Linked DNA regions of Mus musculus: region 2 is linked to region 1. A link is a contact called in public Hi-C data. All regions are on one chromosome and are shown on one strand. The core of a region is the stretch at or near the end of the contact, and the rest is flanking DNA. Distances in the headings are between cores, read along the strand shown. Region 1 has its middle 25 kb from the start of Gm52629. Region 2 has its middle 24 kb from the start of Eps8l3.

Region 1 (3,190 bases), core at 368-2,867:
TTCATTTAGTAACACAATATTGCAGGAGGACTTCACTCCAGTCCAAGTGAGTATATCCCAGAGAAAGGATTGGCAGATGGACTTTACCCACATGCCACCAACACAGAGCTGTGCCTAGCTCCTAGTCATTACTGACACCGTATGCTATGGAATAGAGTCTCTTCTATAGCCCAAGCTGTCCTTGAACTCACTGTCCTGCCTCTGTCTTCTAATTGGTGGGACTACAGGCATATGTTACCCTACTTGACATTTAAAGGGATCATTCTTGACTTTGAGTTACCAAGGCCCTATAGAGTAGTAATGGGCCTTCCTTTACAGCAAAATACTCAACTGTCAGGATCCATCTAGGAGAGCCTAAGGCTAGCAGGTGACTTTCCTAGATATGACCTACCATTTTTGCATGGCCTATGATGGGTGAGCTCTTAAGAGGCAAGGTCCCAATAGACTTTATTTCAGGATTGATTGCTTCTTACAGCTGGTATGCCTTTTTCTGTCATTAGTACATAGTCTAATGGCTCCTGCATAATAAGGAATACAAAAGAGAAATAGGCTGGGGACAAATTTGTGATCGAGGAAAAACACCCTATGTCAGATCCAAGGATGAAGCCACAAGTATGTACTATGATAAAGGGAGGTTATGGGAAACTGTTGCTTTGAACTTATAATGAGCTTATAGACTGAAACACTGCTTTGAACTATCAACATCCTGCAATTCCCCCTTTATCATTTTTCTATGAGAACTTTCTAAAGAACTTTTGTCTAAGAAGGTATAAGGCCAGAGAAAAGGAATAAAGTGTGGCATCTGGGGCTGTGTGGCCCATCCACCAAATGTATGTATGTATGTATGTATGTATGTCACTATGCATGAACACATGTGAAGTCGATGAGACAAGTGGTCCAGTCGGACCTCTGGTTCACGAAGAGTTAATGAGTTCCAAACCTCTCTCCTGGCCAGCAAAAGGTCCTTAAGAGAGAAAAGAAACCAGTGCTAAATACCACAAAATAGTAAGAGAAAATTACAGAGAAAGAAGCCAGCCTTTTTAAAGCACAAATACTAAGAGAAAAGAAACCAGCACTTACTAAAGCACAAACAGTAAGATTATACGGCCAGGGATCATCAGTCTTTGACCTTTATTTGATGCTGTGTCCCACCCAGTCCCGGTGCCCTAAAGGCTGGGGCAGGCCCATGGCACCCAACAGTTCTCTTCTGTGCTGAGGATCACCAATTACTTTTGATATGGATAACATAACAAAAATGCTAATTATAGACATAAAAACATCCTGGCCAAGTTATTTCAGAGAACTCAGTCCTGACTAAAACTGCTCATCCATGTGCCTTCTCTGAGTATGAAGAGCTCCTGATTCCTTAAAATAGTCTTTGTGAGGTGTTCTACAGTTGTTTTGTTTATAGAAATCTTACCAGCTTCTGACACATGAGGAATTTCTACTTAGTCCTGGGAGTTACAAGCCTGTTCAAAACTTGAAGGAGGATCTAGGTGAAGTTGTTCAGCTGTTAGAAAGGTTGCTCTTGAAAAGGTCCTGAGTTCAATTCACAGTAACCACATGGTGGCTCACAACCATCTATATAATAGAATCTGATGCCCTCTTCTGGAATGCAAGAGTATATGCAGACAGAGCACTTGCATATAAAAGAATACATGAACAAAACAAAACATGGAGGTTTACCCTCTGTTCAGCTCTACTCTAAATAGAAGGGTATCCCAGCTTGTCGCTCCCACTATTGTGAATCTCAAGGGTTCATAGGAAAACAAAGATGGCAAACTACTCTAACTGGTCCTACAGCCCTAGGAAGGCTTCTCTTCAAAAGGGATTATAGAAGCCAATTATCAGCTAAGTAATATGAGTAAAGGCCTCTCTGCCTGGAGGTTTTCTTGTTAATAGTTTTTCTTAGCTAGCTTGTCTGTTACAGGTCATCCTAACCCACTTCACCCTGAACTAACCTCTTTCTAAATCATGTTATCCCAATTCTCCCTAACACACAAATGATGAAATAATACTGGTCACATCCTCCTCACCTGCTACAGTTTGGATTTTCCTCATGGTCCTGAGTGTCCGCACACTTGGTCTCCAGCTGGTAACTCTGTGTTGGGAGATTGTGAAACCTTTGGGGCATAAGTGAGTTCTAGCTGTTGTCTGTGGGTCACTGCAGGCAAGCCTCCAGGGTAATATGCTAATAGTCACTTCTCTATCATGGATTCAGACAAGATGCCAATGGTGTTGGACTGAAGCCATGGGTGGAAATCCTTACTTATGTTGCTTCTGCCTGGTATTTTGTCACAGAATGGGGAGAAGAGTAAATGATAACAACAGCAATAACAATAATGATAATAGTAATGATGATGATGATGATGCTTCCCAGAAGCCTTAGGTCTGGCTAGTTGCTGAATTTGCCACCAACGTCCATATCTGGCTCTTTTTACTTGAAATTCCTGCAAACATAAAAGTGGTCTCTTTAGACAGATTTTTCTTTTTCAAGCAAAGCCTACCCACCCTAATCCTACAGTGCCCTTAGACAGCTAAACAAACGAATTTTTGTTCATTTCTATTCCAAATCTATGGTCTGGCTTACTAGCAGAGTCACAGATATTAAATCAGAGACCACTTATGTGAGAGGACTCATGCTATGAGAATGACCCCAGGAGATCCCCAGACCATTTTCTCAGGTACTCAGGGATGGAATTTTATTTGCTATTATAACCAATCCTCTGAGAAAACAAACAAATAAATAAAACCAGCGTCCTCCAACTCTGCTGCTTCCTTGGTTGTGTGCACCCTCCTGTAACATTGTTCTCTACCACATTTGTCAACTGGGTGTGATATCACATGCATCTATTCCCAGGCAGAGGCTGGCAGATCTCTGAATTCGAAGCCAGTGTGGTCTACAAGTGAGTTCCAGGACATCTGGGGCTACACAGAGAAACCCTATCTGATTTATTTAAAAAAAAAAAAAAAAAAAAAAGGCAAAAAGGTAAAAAAGGCAAGCTGGATGGCCCCTAAATTTGATGACTTGAGTTTCGGGAACCCTTGTGGTAGAAGGTGAGAACCAACTCCCCTAAGTTGTCAGCTGGCCTCCATGAGCATGCTATTACGCACACACTAAACGTATGGTATGTGATTTTTAAAACATTTTCTAAACCACAGCAGGCAAATACAGATAATCACCAGATAA
Region 2 (3,193 bases), core at 457-2,956, 190 kb before region 1:
GTACTTTAGCAGCTTCTGAGGCCACTTCCCTGACCACCATCTTTTGGGCCATCCATTTAAGACAGCAGCTTCTATCCTGGCTTCTTCTTGATTATCCTATTCCCAACTGCTTTGTCCAGGAGTCCAGAAATGCACTTCATGCTTCTAGAAGCATTCAGTGCTTCTAGAGCATAAAGACAAAAAGTAGCTCTCAAGTGCTGGGCTTCCCCCTTGCCTTCTCCCTGATATCCAGGTATTGGGGAGAAAATCACAACAGGATGTCCCACTGGAGCCCGTCTCTTCTCTGTTCTGAGTCTGGGCTGCTTTGCTGGCCCACGGGCAGGTGGACGGACATTGAGGCTGACCATCAAGAGATCTGGGAGTGGAAGATATGGCATCGCTGTAGGGATGATCGTGTTGTAGGGTGTAGAAAGGAGATGGAGCCCCACCTCAGCATGAGGGATAAAAAGGGACCAAAGCTCTAATGTGGTCTGCAGGGATAAAGCAGGAGCCCCAGCAAGCGCAGCACTGGAGGAATAGCCACAGATGGTCCTGGACCGTCTTGAGCAATAGCCCTGGGAGTAGCTGAGAAAATAGCCTCTGTCGTTGTCCTTGGCCGCCTCTGCAAGGTCCCCATGGCTATGTTATACACGGGTTGGTACAGGGCCCACTTCCTCTTCTGACCACGTGTGACTCCCTCAGTAAGGTCTTCATTCCAGTTCTTAAGCAGAGGTACCAAAGCTGGGCTCTCCACACAGACCTAGGGATTGTTGAACAGTCAAAGAGAGAAACAGCTTTGAGAAGACGGTGCGTTCTTCCAAGTACATGGATGCCTCTTGACTTACAACGGGTCTGGTTTCCAGTAAGTTTATCGTACATTGAGAGTGTCATTGAAGATGCAGTTCATATACCCAGCCTCCCCAAAACCATGGCTTAGCAACTCAGTACACTGTAGGGTCTCATTGTTGCTTGCCACCATCACATGGTTCACTAGGAGCTGTGGCTGCCTGTCACTTCCCAGCCTCACCAGAGAGGGCCAGATTACATATCCATAGTCACGGGAAAAGACCCACATTCAAAGTGTGTTTTCTGTTGTATTGTGTGCATTGCTTTCATAGCACTAAGCTAGACAGCCACTGTAAGTTTGGAACCGTCTGTAGTCGATTGGATAGTTTATAATTAAATTACGAGTCAAAAATATCCACTTCTGAGATGCCTGTTTCTTCTCACGGTTGCCAAGACAACTGGTCCTGTTTAGAGCATACTGTGTACCAGGTACTTCAAAAGTCTCTGTCACTCTTTAATGTTCAGGATGTGGGTGCTTTTTGGTCACCATTTTAAAGGTGACAAAACCGAAACAAAGAAAGCACCTTTCCCAAAGTCAGGCACAGAACCAGCAAAGCTGGAAAAGGAACCGCCAGCCACATCTCCCTACCCCAAAGGCCTTCAGCAACAGAGTCTGCACTTTTGCAGCATCCAGAGTACACACATGCAGAGCCCAGGACCCAGGCTTCCAAGGAGGAGTTCTCCAGGCCTCCATCAGGTACCCTTCTCATATCCCATAGCAGTGTGGACACCAGGGCAGCAAAGGGGCGGGGCAACCACAGCCCACGAACCCTAGGGGCTCGTGAGTTTCCACTGCCCACCAGCAGGTTTCACAAGCCTTCTGACGTTGACAGGGTGTCCTAAATGGGGAGAGCAGGAAGCTCAGAGCCCTGTGGTCTGCCGGCATTGCTCAGAGTTTCCTGGGCTGAGTCTTTCCGTGGGGCCTCCACGGGGCTCTGCCAGTACCCCCATCCTGAGGCTTTGTGGGTCTCATCTGGCTCTGAGAGATATATTCCCCTGTCTCCAAGTCAGAGGGCTCTGCATCTGGGTGCTAATCCTCAGAGGCCCCTGAATCTGCCAGTGGTCGTAAGGTGGCTGATAGTTTATAGGGACCAGTTCTACCAGGTGGAGCGGGGACTTTCAGTCAATAGACCTGAGTCCTTCAGATTCAATGCTACTGGCATTGTAGTCACAGGCAGGGGTCTTATCGCCCAAACTCCTGCCTTCATCCACTTTCCAAGAGGTGCAGAACACTCAGCAACAGAAAAGTGCCTCAAGGACTGGTAGGTCTGGCAGAACCCTGGCCTGCCCCACAACCTGCCTGTCTTCCTTCTGAAAACTTCTCAGAGGCTGGGTTTCTAGGTCTCTGCAGAAGAGAGGAAAGACATGCTAGGGGAAGATAGTACCAGAGGCAAGCCGGGGGTGGGGGTGGGGGGGGAGAGGATAACGGGATCAATCTGGATCTGCACTGGGCTCTCATATTAATTCATTTCTAGGAGGGAGGGATCCTTACCCTATTTTATAGATGAGGTCCAGAGCACTAAACACATTGCTCAGTGTTACAGAGCTGGAAAATGGGAACATAGGCAATCTGGAATGAGGATAAATGGAGACAGGGGTGGTGACACTGGAAAGGATGGGAGAGTTACCAAAGGCTGGACACATCCATCCTGCTTACTGCTGCAGGGCAGTGTCCGGCGCAGGGCTTGGAATACAACGGAGACTCTACACACACGCTTCTGAGGTGTTGACCCATTGCTGATCTGGAGACACACTACACTTAGAAAGGGATGCTCGAGTTGTGGGACTGGAGGTCAGAGTGGGACCCCACACTGCTGTCCTCAGGCAGCCAGGCTCTTTTCCCAGTGAGACTGCCGACTCCACACAGACAAGACCCAGCGGAAAGTCAGGGCTGTGCTATTTGTTCATTTTTGTGTTTTTGGTTATGTGTGTGGTGTGTATGGTGTATTGTGTGTGTTCATGTGAAAGGGGTTGCACACACACATGTACACACCTGTGGGTGGAGGCCAGATGTCTATGCCTGTCTTCCTCTACACTCTCAGTCTCTCACTGGACCAGATGGTCACTGACTTGGCGGGACCAGCTGACCAGCGAGCTCTAGGGCTTCTCCTGTCTCTAAACGCCTCAGTTCTGGGACTACAGGCAGATGCCTTTGCGTTTGTTACCTGGATGTTGGGAACTCAAACTCTGATCCTCACGCTTGTACAGAAAGCATTTTATGGGGGCTGGAGAGGTGGCTCAGCAGTTAAGAGCACTGACTGCTCTTCCAGAGGTCCTGGATTCAATTCCCAGCCACCTCATGGTGGCTCACAACCATCTCTAATGGGATCCGATGCCCTCTTCTGGTGTGTCTGAAGACAGCGACAGT

What was found. Hi-C and Micro-C count contacts between places; a contact is called where the count stands out from the background.
Region 2: a Hi-C map of bone marrow-derived macrophages shows a contact between it and region 1, with 27 read pairs. The contact joins two enhancer-like sites. A contact is called at or near these places in 5 of 15 datasets of contacts at CTCF or cohesin (the NIH/3T3 cell line, hippocampal excitatory neurons, large pre-B cells and 1 more), 23 of 484 Hi-C or Micro-C datasets (the Ba/F3 cell line, the G1E-ER4 cell line, the HL-1 cell line and 13 more), 5 of 115 datasets of contacts at active chromatin or transcription factors (the HPC-7 cell line, bone marrow-derived dendritic cells, embryonic stem cells and 2 more) and 3 of 9 other capture datasets (adipose tissue, liver and pancreatic islet).

The regions. Positions count from the first base shown.
Region 1 is chr3:107,657,603-107,660,792 of GRCm38.p6, reverse strand. No RefSeq gene overlaps it. Among named protein-coding and RNA genes, the nearest start is that of Gm52629, 25 kb to the left of the region's middle. Within about 2 kb of position 1,617, at least 1 of the 459 cell types and tissues checked has an H3K27ac peak or open chromatin away from gene starts, as enhancers often do. A contact at or near this core is called in bone marrow-derived macrophages, where this site is marked.
Region 2 is chr3:107,851,459-107,854,651 of GRCm38.p6, reverse strand. No RefSeq gene overlaps it. Among named protein-coding and RNA genes, the nearest start is that of Eps8l3, 24 kb to the left of the region's middle. Within about 2 kb of position 1,706, at least 72 of the 459 cell types and tissues checked have an H3K27ac peak or open chromatin away from gene starts, as enhancers often do. A contact at or near this core is called in bone marrow-derived macrophages, where this site is marked.